Linked DNA regions of Sus scrofa: region 1 is linked to region 2. Evidence: chromatin contacts called from public HiChIP or PLAC-seq data. All regions are on one chromosome and are shown on one strand. The core of a region is the stretch at or near the end of the contact, and the rest is flanking DNA. Distances in the headings are between cores, read along the strand shown.

What was found. HiChIP or PLAC-seq counts read pairs in DNA pulled down with a chosen protein or histone mark.
Region 1: an H3K27ac HiChIP or PLAC-seq map of alveolar macrophages shows a contact between it and region 2. The contact joins two enhancer-like sites. A contact is called at or near these places in 1 of 47 Hi-C or Micro-C datasets (embryonic fibroblasts) and 1 of 2 datasets of contacts at active chromatin or transcription factors (alveolar macrophages).

Annotation. Positions count from the first base shown.
Region 1 is chr18:42,695,270-42,700,851 of Sscrofa11.1, reverse strand. No RefSeq gene overlaps it. Among named protein-coding and RNA genes, the nearest start is that of ZNRF2, 46 kb to the right of the region's middle. Within about 2 kb of position 4,016, at least 9 of the 83 cell types and tissues checked have an H3K27ac peak or open chromatin away from gene starts, as enhancers often do. A contact at or near this core is called in alveolar macrophages, where this site is marked.
Region 2 is chr18:42,532,156-42,538,441 of Sscrofa11.1, reverse strand. No RefSeq gene overlaps it. Among named protein-coding and RNA genes, the nearest start is that of NOD1, 71 kb to the right of the region's middle. Within about 2 kb of position 4,726, at least 3 of the 83 cell types and tissues checked have an H3K27ac peak or open chromatin away from gene starts, as enhancers often do. A contact at or near this core is called in alveolar macrophages, where this site is marked.

The sequences.
Region 1 (5,582 bases), core at 2,767-5,266, 160 kb before region 2:
TGTGCTCTCTTCTGTTTGATGGACACATGGTAGGTGGATGCAGAGTAGAAAGGAGTCAAGCTTGAAGGTCAAGAGCATGGGCCCTGAGGTCAGGCTGTTGGGTCCAGACCCATCCTCCACCACGTACTGTGTGACCTTAGAGAAGTTACTGGCCTCTGTGAGCTTCAGTTTCCCTATCTGTAAACTAGAGACAATAATAGAACATATCTCCTAGGGGTGCATTTGGAAGAAAAGAGCGTGCACATAAAACACTAGGCACTGTGCCTGGCACAAGGCATGCACACAGGGAGTGTTGGCTGTTATTAATATTGATTGCTTCTCTTTTTCTCCCTTGGCCCAGAGCTAAAACTTACTGAACCCAAAGAACAAGGGTAACTCTTTAAAATCACGAAGGCTTCAATCACCCCAAACACACACCCTGTTATAACTGGGAACAGCAGTAAATCAAGAGAAAGGTATTAGGGCGAGGGGATCTGCCCTGGATTCAAGCAATAAGAGGGTCCACTGTCTGTAGGGAATTTTTTAGAATAATTTTTTTAAATCCAAGTAAAATATAAAAATCGCTCTGCTTTTTATTGTCACCAGGTGCCAACATTTCTAAACAACCTAAGTGATAAAATAGCCTCCCTTTTCCCTTGTTTGCTAAGTTAAAGGATGGCTGAAATTAGTTTTAAGTTGGCATGTTTTTATTCGTTAGCCTTTAATAAAATCTGTATTCTCTCGGAGAACTTCCGGTTGCACAGGCCACCTCGGACTCTCCCAGACTCAGAAGCTAACAGTTTGGAATCCCTTCAGTTTGTCTCCAAGCCCTGCAGCCCCTCACCCTCCTGGGTGAAAACAATGGATTCAGAATCAAGGATGAGAATGCAGGGCCTGGAGAGACAAAGAAATGAAATGAGTTGCTTCAGTTCTTTGTGTCTCCCGGGAATTTGTCTGTGTACTTAAAGTTAAAACAGCTAATGGAGAGTGAACTGGGAAGTGTGATATTGTTTGGCAGATGTGAATTTTAGTTGTCACGCATGATACACTTTACTGCAGTTGAGTGGTTTTTTTAAAAGTGAAATCACTTTTTAAAAATTATTTGTTTTCAAAATTAAAGAACAATTGGACTTCCCTTCGTGGCTCAGCGGTTAACGAACCCCACTAGGCTCCATGAGGATGTGGGTTCATCCCTGGCCTCGCTCATGGGTGAAGGATTCAGCGTTGTCGTGAGCTGTGGTGTAGGTTGCTGATGTGGCTCAGATCTGGTGTTGCTGTGGCTGTGGCGGAGGCCAGTGGCTGTAGCTCTGATTCAACCCCTGGCCTGGGAACTTCCATATGCCACAGATGCGGCCCTAAAAAAAAATAAAAATTAAAATTAAATTAAAGAACAAGTCAAGGAGATTGTGCCAACTTCTGATGATGACAGAATTCATTCATTTTGTTCTGTGGAGGAGGATGTCAGAAATGATTTGCTCTGGTCGATTAGATTACATTTTGCTGCCCTGGTGCCACCACTAACCGAGATGGGAGAAGGGAGAGGAAAGTGAGCAAAGTACCATATTCCATCAATCCTAAAATGTATATCTTTATTCATATTGTAACCTAGCCGAAATCAGAATGTATCTCTCAATCACCATTGGCCAGGGAGCAGTCGTGACAGATTGTCACCACTGAAGCCTAACAACAGCTTGGAAGAAAATCCTGGTGACAGTAACGGAGCACTCTTTAAGAAATGCTGTCAGAGCCACAAGCTTTTTGAAACAAAGTGCTATGGGCAGAGCAGAAGGTGAGGCTGCCGAAAACTAGGAGTGACTTAGGAGAGTCATACTGTCAGTAGGAAATGTTAGGAATACTCGAACTAATTTATTTCACTGTTTTTGGATATATAAATGCACAAGAGTGATGTAAGATAATGTTGATGTGTAAGGATGCTCTTTCAATAAATACAGCATTTTTAAATTAAAAAAAATGGGGTTCCCTTGCAGAATATCTGGTTAAAGATTTGGGGTTGTCAGTTGAGGCTCGGGTTACTGCTGTGGCACAGGTTTAATCTCTGGCCCAGGAGCTTCCACTTGCCACTCGTATGGCCAAAACCAAACCAACCAACCAACCAACCAACAAATAAACCAGGTAGTTGAACATCAAAAGATTACTGTTAGTTGTTAAAACACAAAACAAACGAAAAAACAACCAGACAGCTCAAGTTAACTTTAGTGCTTTTCTGGTCTGGGAAGATGCAAAAGTCCGGGCTTGTTGAAATTATTGCTGTGATATACACCATAACTATCCACGGCCAGCATCTTGTTTTTCTCCATCATGAATCCCCTCAGGGTGCACTGTAGGGGGGGCGGCAGTGATTGATGGCTTCCTTGTTGGCTGCAACATCCTTTGTTTACTGAAACAGCAGATGACATTCTTTGTCCACTGTGCCACAGCAAATACAGTCCATAAGCCTTGCCTAAGAATAGGAGGGACCCTAGACAGAATTGAGCTCACGCCCCTCAGCCCTTTTTTCTAGCTGTCCTAAGGGAAGTTGCCCCAGGTCACCTGGCCAGGGAGCAAGGAGAATTAGATGGGAGTCCTAGTAAAACTAGACTCCTTCTTCCATCACCCACACTCGACCTAACTGAAATGATACTACCATGTTTGTGCTTTGCAAACGATGCTAAGGCACCAGTTTTTTACAGTTTGCAAACAAATACTGGTACACAATTCAGGCCATTGCCTGACTTGAGCCAACTTGTGGCTCATTGCACAAGTTCTTGTCCAAAAGGTCTCCCCCTCCTCAGCAAGACAAATGATCAGCACTTGGCCAGAGCAGCTGTCTAGTTGCCACAATGGTTTCCAAACTGCTACTCTCCATTCTGTTATCCTGTGACAGTTCTCAGACCAGCTTCCAGTAGCTCCTTATCACGCATACAGAGACTCTAACAAAGGCAGATGACCAGGAAAACATCCCTGGATATTTCTATAAGCAAATGCTTAGCCTTTGGGTTGCTTTGTCCTTTTTTTTTTTCCCCCTCACCTACAGCATGTGGAATTTCCCAGGCCAGGGATCAAATCCGAGCCACGGTTGCGACCTACACTGTCATGGTCTGGGCACACGGGTCAGAAAAGTATTCCCAGACTCACATCAGGGTGAACAGAAAGAAAAGTTTATTGAGTATGGTGAGGTGGAGAGAAAGCAGAGTTTACTAAGGTAAGAGACACAGCTAGTGCAGCAGGAGGACTTCCCGATGATCAGGGAGAGCCCGCAGTGAGTGTGTGGTTGTGTCTGTTTTTATAACCCAGGGAGAGGCGAGGTCTCCGGATACACCTGCTGATCTGCTGATTGGTTGGGGAAAGAGGGGTCTTAGAATACACTTGCTGGTTGCACCCCCCAGCGGTGGGGTGAGGAGTGGGCCACATACCTTTCCCAGTAGGGGGCAGGAAGGAGGAGGCCAGGTTGCTCAAGGTGGGGGAAGGGGCATTACAATGAGGGGGTGGGGCGGTCATTCTTGTCTTGGCCGAAGGAGGCTTCGAGGTCTATCTCCTTGAAGCACAATATGCACCATGTGGCTCCTTAACCCACTGAGCCAGGCCGGAGAGCCTCACTGCCGTAGAGACAATGCCAGATCTTAACCTGCTGTGCCACAGTGGGAACTCCTGGGCTGCTTGGTCTTTGTTAAATTCCTATGAGAGTTAAGAGTCCAGGTTTGAGGCAGAGTCACTGCTAGCTAGCTCTGTGGCCTTGGGCTGGTGCCTAACCTCTCTCTCTAAGCATGAATTTCCTCATCCATGGAATGAGGGGACATTAGTACCCAGCTCAAGGGGGTCGTCAGAGGTCTGTGTGTGTAAACACAGGGGCTCTACTGTTCACCGGGCTAGTAAGTAGTGTTGTTAGCCCTCCCCTCCATTTTGGGTTGGGGGATATGGGGTGTGGGTCATGGTACAGCTGCCATTAAGGCAGCACAGGGTGGGGCCCCCTTGGCACGAGTCTGGGTTTGGGCTCTGGCTCTGTTCTCTGGTGACCAAGGATGAGTCCCCAGGCTGTGGGCGTTTGACAAGCATGGCCCTGTGCCAGACCTTGCACTGGGCTCTGATTGCGACACGGTCTCTGCCCTGAGATCTCTCACATTTTGGAGTAGCCAGGGAGGCTGACAGCACACAGGTGCCATCACAGAGTTGGGAACCGGGGCGATTCTGGTGGGAGGAGCCCCTCCCACCTGCGGCTTGAGTTGGAGCCCAGAGTCGGCAAGAGTTAGAGCCATGCTAGACATGCTTCCCCTTCTTTGCCTCCCTCGAGGAGACATTTTGACCTGAAGACACTCTTTCCTCCTGGTGCGATTTGGGTGGCAAATCTGGGAGAATAAGTGGGTGCTGCGTGCTAGGTGGTCTGCTTAGCTGCCCCCTCATCTTGCCTCTTGGAGTGTCCCCTGGCGGGAAGCTGTCTGTCTGTCCGTGCTCCAGGGGCAGGCGGCCACCCATTCTGGCGCCAAGTGGGAACCCCACCTCTCATCCCACGGGCCAGCTCTGCCTGCAAATGGGTGAAGGTTTGTGCGGTTTGGCTTTGAGGTCATAGCTGCATCCTCTCCCCCAGCCTCATTCTCCTACTTCACATTTATCAGATAAACAAGTGGGGCACCCTTTGCCAAGACTCTTTGATTTATTTCTCCATAAGTTTGGCATTTGGTCAAGATAGAGGGGTACTATTTCTTGGCCTCCTGAGGAACCCCAGGAGTTAGACATTGTATGTCACTAGACAGTCTGCAAGCTGCTTGCTAGAGGACCCACGATTATGTTGACAGAGTCGCCTGTCTGCCTGGGACACATGTCATGGTGACTCACTGCTACTGGTTAAACCAATTAGCAATGGGATGGGGGCGGTGAGCAGAGCGACACAGGAAAACTTCAGAGAAAAGGAAACGTTTCGTTCATGCTTCAAAGGATAAGAAGAAATCTGCCAACACGACAAGGTAGAAATAGGCCCCTATGAGGGATGGAGCAGGTTCTGTGACAATTTCTTTTTTTTTTTTTTTTTTTTTGTCTTTTGTCTTTTTGTTGTTGTTGTTGTTGTTGCTATTTCTTGGGCCGCTCCTGCGGCATATGGAGGTTCCCAGGCCAGGGGTTGAATCGGAGCTGTAGCCACCGGCCTACGCCAGAGCCACAGCAACGCGGGATCCGAGCCGCGTCTGCAACCTACACCACAGCTCACGGCAACGCCGGATCGTTAACCCACTGAGCAAGGGCAGGGACCGGACCGCAACCTCATGGTTCCTAGTCGGATTCGTTAACCACTGCGCCACAATGGGAACTCCTGTGACAATTTCTAAGTCCCCGTCTTTTCGAGATCCAGTTTTCTCATCTGCAGAATGAGGAAAAGAAAACTGCCTTTACCTCCCTCCCAGGGTCCTTGAGAGGGTCATGTGACATACGGGAGGCAGAAAGCTTTTGAAAACTAGAAAGTGCTGTACAAATCATTACATAATCCTCAGCCTCCAGCATAAACATCAACTCTAAGCAGGGTCAGAACAAAACAATTTTTTTCAAGTTAATGAATTCTTTTAATCTTTGATAAACAGAACCACTTGGAAATGACTTTTATTGAATGTCCAATGCCC
Region 2 (6,286 bases), core at 3,477-5,976:
TCACATCTGTAGTTGTATAATGATCATAACAATCTGATTTCACAGGATTTCCATCCCACAGCCCAAGCACATCCCCCCACCCCCCAAACTGTCTCCTCCGGAGATCATAAGTTTTTCTATGTCTGTGAGTCAGCATCTGTTCTGCAAAGAAGTTCCGTCTGTCCTTTTTTCAGATTCCACATGTCATTGAAAGCATTTGATGTTGGTGTCTCATTGTATGGCTGACTTCACTTAGCATGACAGTTTCTAGGTCCATCCATGTTGCTGAAAATGCTGGTATTTCATTCTTTTTGATGGCTGAGTAATATCAGGATTTTGTGTTATGAGTTTATGCTACTAAAAGCGGATGTCTTGTATTTTGCAGCACTCGCTGTGTGCCAGCTATCATGCTCATAAATTAGCACAGGTATCTTATTTAATCCTTACAGCAGCCCTTTCAGAAATGGGTTTTCATTCTCATTCTCATAGATGAGGAAACTTGGGGAGGTCAGGTGATTTGACCCAGGGAAAACCATTGGTAGGTGACGGGGCTAAAATTATGATCATGAACATCGGGGTCCCTGGTTCCAAAAGTTTGATAATATCCCCCCTGGAAGTTTATAGAGAAGTTATGACGCGGAGGTTGATGGGATGTTAGTCTAGGGTTTCCTAGTGTCAGAAATAGCAAACCTTTTTTTTTTTTTTAAATGAAGCTGATTGGTGAGGCTGTCTTATGGTAATAAGCAGACTGCTTGGTTGGTCATTGGTCGCCTGATCTGAGGCTAAACTGAGAGAGGACAGATGTATCAAAGACTTTGGGGACCCTTGGTCTCCAAAGGCAGGTTGGGTGGAAAGCTCAAGGCCCCGTGAAGGAGAGTCGGCCCTAAGTTACAGGTCAGCTTGGAGAGGTTATACAGCTGAATGTTTACCAATTTAATTTAGGCACTTAATTTGTAGCCGAGGAGAGTAAGTCCTCTCTTAAATCACACCTGAATGTGCCTGGTATCTTTTAACACCTCAGGTATGAAATAGAGTACTTTTAATACTGTAACCAAACTCTATCTTGTAAATCACATATACTCTTCTTTTCCCTAAGCCTCAGTTAAACAAAATCATTTGCTATATCCTTAGTAGACCTTTGTAGCAATCCAAGGAATGGATGTCTACATTGTGTTTCCCTCAGATCTTTGCATATAAACACTCTGTCATTCTATAAGTTCTTTCAAAATGTCCTTTCTTAGACAAAGCTGCTTATGATTGTGCCAGCCTATTGTGAACCACACCGCATAATTAATCATTTGCAAATACTTCCTTCGTCACACTGAGCCTGATACTTTTTATTATAGTTATTTTCCTGTCTGATTCCATCTAGTAGATTTTAAGCCAGAGGGTTTTAAATCATGTCCACAAATTCTCTGGTGTTTCTCCAATCAGGAGGTAAAATACCAACTTCATTTCTCTTGGGGACGGGCTGGCACTATTAATTTCTAACTCATGCAGAAGCAGCGACGCTGGATGACTTCCTGGCTCTCCCAGGAAGCTTTCCCATGGACCAAGTTTCCATGCTCTAAGGAAGCCCCAGGCCATATCAGCTGCCAGACACGTGAGTGAGGAAGCCGACCAGGTGAGTCCAGCCCCTGCTGCTACCAGACTGCAACTGGGCGACACCCTGGGTGAGAGCCGCCTGGCTGTATCCTCAACCCCCAGAATTGTGAGAGATGATACATGGTGTTATTGTTTTATGCCACTAAATTTGGGGTGGTTTTTTTTTTACGCAGCAATCAATAACAGCATCAGACACCTTTGCCAGAAGGGCTGGAGGACACCTACTGGGTTGTCCTGCACATCATCTTTGGCTACTTCTTAAGCAGCGTCCATGGTGTGTGTTTTCTCTAACCTTCCTGTTGACCAGGGTTTCTTACAAGCTTCTCTTTGTCAGTATCCTGATGCATTTGGAAATCTTCGCAGGTACGAGAAATGTATAGACAGCTTTCTGAAAATTAACGAGTAAATTGATCAAATTACTACTAAATTTAAATAAGAGGGAAAGTAGTACAAGTTAAAACAGTTCTTCCGGACAGTTAACCCTTTTCTCTTTAAGCACTTCCTGAATGTCAGTGGCTCATTCTGGACGTTTGTTAGCCAGGTACATACTGCTCAGTTAATATTCAGTTTTGCTTATTATCATAGGAGCTGAAATGGGCAGTGTATATACTGTATAACTGTCTTGAGCAAAGAAAAGAAAAATTAATTTTAGTTGATGGTTCTAATAATTCATCCTTTAGATATTTTACAATTAAATTTTTTCAGCCAGTAATGGACATTGATTGGAGAAATTTTCACAGATACAAGTAGAGCACGAAAGAGAAAACATCGTGTTTTTCCTTTCCCTTTCTCCCCAGGGATTCTTCCCCCCTTAGTGGGTTAGTGTGTCATTCTAGGCTCTTCTGTGCCTGTATATTCATGGGATACCATTATATATTATCGGATCATGTTACTTCCCTGCTGAAAATCCTCCATGGATCCTATTTTACTCAAAGCCACAGCCAAAGTCTACCATAACCTAAAAGACGGCACAGCATCTGGTGTGTGTGCATTCCAGTGGCTCTTTCTCCCCAAGTTGTCCACCTGACCCCCCCACTTGCCTCTTGTTCCCTTGAGGCCACACTGGTCATTTGATGTCCCTGGGATTCAGCAGGTGAGCCCCTGCACCAGGGCCTTTGCACCTGCTCTTCCTTCTGCCTGCAATACTTCCTTCAGGTCTCTATGGGCATCCTTTTTCACTTTTCCCCCTCGGCTTTGGCTGAACTGTTGCCTTATCAGAGAGACCTTTCTTAACCACACAGTACAGTCCAAAAAAGGAATAACTTATCAGCCCTTGGATCTTCCCTCACATTTCCTATTTTCATTACTCTGCTTTCCTCTTTTTCCATATCACATATTTGACAAATTTGGCTCATGAGCCTTAGTTTGCTGACTCATGTTCTAGAAGATTTAGGTGTGATATTCAGTCTATTATCAAGTTCTAATTTTTTAAAATATGGTATGAAGCATGAATTGAATCTCTTTTTTTGTCTTTTTTTTTTTTTTTTTTTTTTTTTTTGGCTACACCTATGGCATGTGGAAATTCCTGGGCCCGGGAAAGAACCCATGCCACAGCAGCAACCTGAGCCACAGCAGTGACAACCCTGGATCTTTAACCCACTGAGCCACCAGGAAACTCCATGTTTTATCTTTTTTGCATACAAATGCCTAATTATTCTAGCACCACTTGTTAAAAAGACTGTTCTTACTCAGATTATATTGTGTCGAAAATCAGGAATTCCCTGGTGGCCTAGAGGTTAAGGCTTGGGTGTTGTTACTGCTGTGGCTTGGGTTGGACCCCTGGCCCAGGAGCTTCTGCATGCCTCAGGCATGGCCAAAAAAAATCAGTTATCCGTATATGTGTGAGTTCATTTCTGGATTGTCTATTCTGCCTCTATTTCTTTCCTTCCCCAGTGCTATATTGTCTTGATTACTGTAGCTTTGTGCTTTGTAGTAAGTCTTGAAATGAGGTAGTTTGAGATCTCCCACTTTATTCTTTTGTTCCCCAAAGCATTTTTGTTTCTCTAGTCCCTCTCCCCCGCTTCCTTGCCTCTTATTACGCTGCCTGGGCTCTCCAGGATGAGGTAAGTGGAAGTGCCAAAGGCAGAGAACCTCACTTGTTCTTGAACTTACAGGGAAAGCCTTCAGTCTCACTATTCAGGTTTGTTAACTGTAGACTTTTGTGTAGATGGCCCTTTATAAAATCGAGAATGCTCCTTGTGTTCCTTTTTCCTAAGACAGTTTATCATGAATGGATATTGAATTTTGTCAAATGCTTTTTCTCTGTCTATTGAAATGATTGTAAGGGTTTTTTTCTCTTTTATTTGCTGACATGGTAGATTTCACTGATTTTTTGAATGTTGAACCAAACTTTCATATATTTCTGGATTCAATTTGCTCATAGTAGTTAAGGATTTTTTTTTTTCTTTTTTGCATCTATGTCCAAGAGGGTTATTAGTCTATAGTTTTCTTTTCCTGCAGTAGCTTTGATTTTGGTATCAGGGTAATGGAAGTGTTGCAAAGTGTTCCTTCCTCTTTTATTTTCTGAGTTGATATAGAGTGCTGCACAATTTCCTCTGTGCTCTGCTGTAGCAGTATCTCACACACTGATACATTGGTTGAAAACAACGATGGGGGTTAGACTGTATTGGGAATATAAATAACATTTATCACATTAGACTTGAACCAACTGCTTGTCCCTTGAGGCTGGCAGATTCCCTGAGTGAAGGCAAAGAATGCTTCCAAATCCGGCTGAAGAGTCTCTGAAGACAACAGACTGGCCATTGCCACATGGATAGCCCCTGTTCCCACTCCTAATGAACCTGTGATGTCTGTACTAGAATGATCTCAGCAAACGAATTTTGTTGGCTTGAGGTCAGATTCCAATTTTTGTTAAGACCCAAGAGTTGGGGTTAATAAATGGGAGGAAAATTCAAATATGCTAAGAGACCTGCCACCTGAAGTATATAAATTGTGTAACAGCTGTCACTTTAAGTTTTTACCAGGGAGGTCAGGTTGGGAATGAAAATAATCTAGCAGTCAATTAGATTTAGAGAAGTAACTGACTGGGAAAAGAAAACAAACCATAAAACACCACCATGAGGGGTTTTGCCTTTTCTTACAGAGAAGGTGGAAGTGAAAATACAACAGTGAGGATTGTGGAAACATTCTGTGCAGCCTTAGGTACTGGCTAGGGGGCACCAGAGTCCGCTAACAAAATTAGCAGGAAAGAAGGAAGAAGAAAATCCAAGCTGTCAGGAAACTAATTTTGCCTAATTCACTCTGCTTGTCATCACCTCTGCGGCACGAGGGCTTTCGGTTCCAGCCTTCACCTGAACATCATCTGCCCAGAGGACTTCTGACACTCAAGAGCTCCTGGAAAGGTCTGTTTCGTCAGACTCAAAGGTAGTTTTTCCTATAGTAGGTAACACTTTTTCAAATTTCTCCTACGTTTTGTCAGGTTTTTTTTTTTTCTTTCCTTTTTTTTTTTTTTTTTTTTTGCATTTTAAGGCTGTGCTTGCCACATATGATGTTCTCAGGCTAGGGGTCGAATCGGAGCTGCAGCTGTCAGCCCACACCACAGCCATACAGGGCAGGATCCAAGCCACGTCTGTGACCCACACTGTAGCTCACAGCAACACTGGATCCTTAACCCACCAATGGAGGCCAGGGATCAAACCTGCAACTTCATGGTTCCTAGTGGGGTTCATTTCTGTGGCGCCATGACAGGATCTCTAGTTTTTGTTCTTTTAGCCTAAGTTTTGAAAATTCAAAAAGAGCTCTCAAAACAGTTTTAAGTTTGTTAAAATTCACATGTCAAATAGGTTCATTTGTTTCTATTTTTCCTCCTTTTATAAGGTGAAGAAGCAAATCACAGATTACCTTGTAGCCATTGCAGGATACCAAAAAAAAAAAAAAGAAAGGCACATTGGAAGTTTTATTCTCAAATTGGGAAGGGCAAAAATAAAGAAGAGCTGACAAGGAAACAAAATAGAAACACAAAACATAGTGAGAAGAATCTACCTGCAAGAAATGTTTGTAAGGGAGTTCCCATTGTGGCTCAGTGGTTAAGGAACCCAACTGGGAACCATGAGGTTGTGGGTTCAATCCCTGGCCTTGCTCAGTGGGTTAAAGATCCAGTGTTGCCGTGAGCTGTGGTGTAGGTTGCAGACGCGGCTCAGATCCCGCATTGCTGTGGCTCTGGTGTAGGCCGGCGACTATAGCTCCGATTGAACCCCTAGCCTGGGGACCTCCATATGCCGTGGGAGAGGCCCAAGAAATGGCAAAGAGACCAAAAAAAAAAAAAAAAAAAAATGTTTAGGAGTTGCCATCTTGGCGCAGTGGCTAACGAATCCAACTAGGAACCATGAGGTTGTGGGTTCGATCCCTGCCCTTGCTCAGTGGGTTAATGATCCGGCGTTGCCGTGAGCTGTGGTGTAGGTTGCAGACGCGGCTCGGATCCGGCGTTGCTGTGGCCCCTGCGTAGGCTTGGCGGCTACAACTCCGATTCGACCCCTAGCCTGGGACCCTCCATATGCCGTGGGAGCGGCCCAAGAAATGGCAAAAAGACAAAAAAAAAAAAAAAGTACTGGAGGAGTGCCCGTCGAGGCTCAGTGGAAACGAATCCGACTAGGAACCATGAGGTTGCGGGTTCCATCCCTCGCCTCGCTCAGGGGGTTAAGGATCCGGCGTTGTTGCTGTGGCTGTGGTGTAGGCCGGGGGC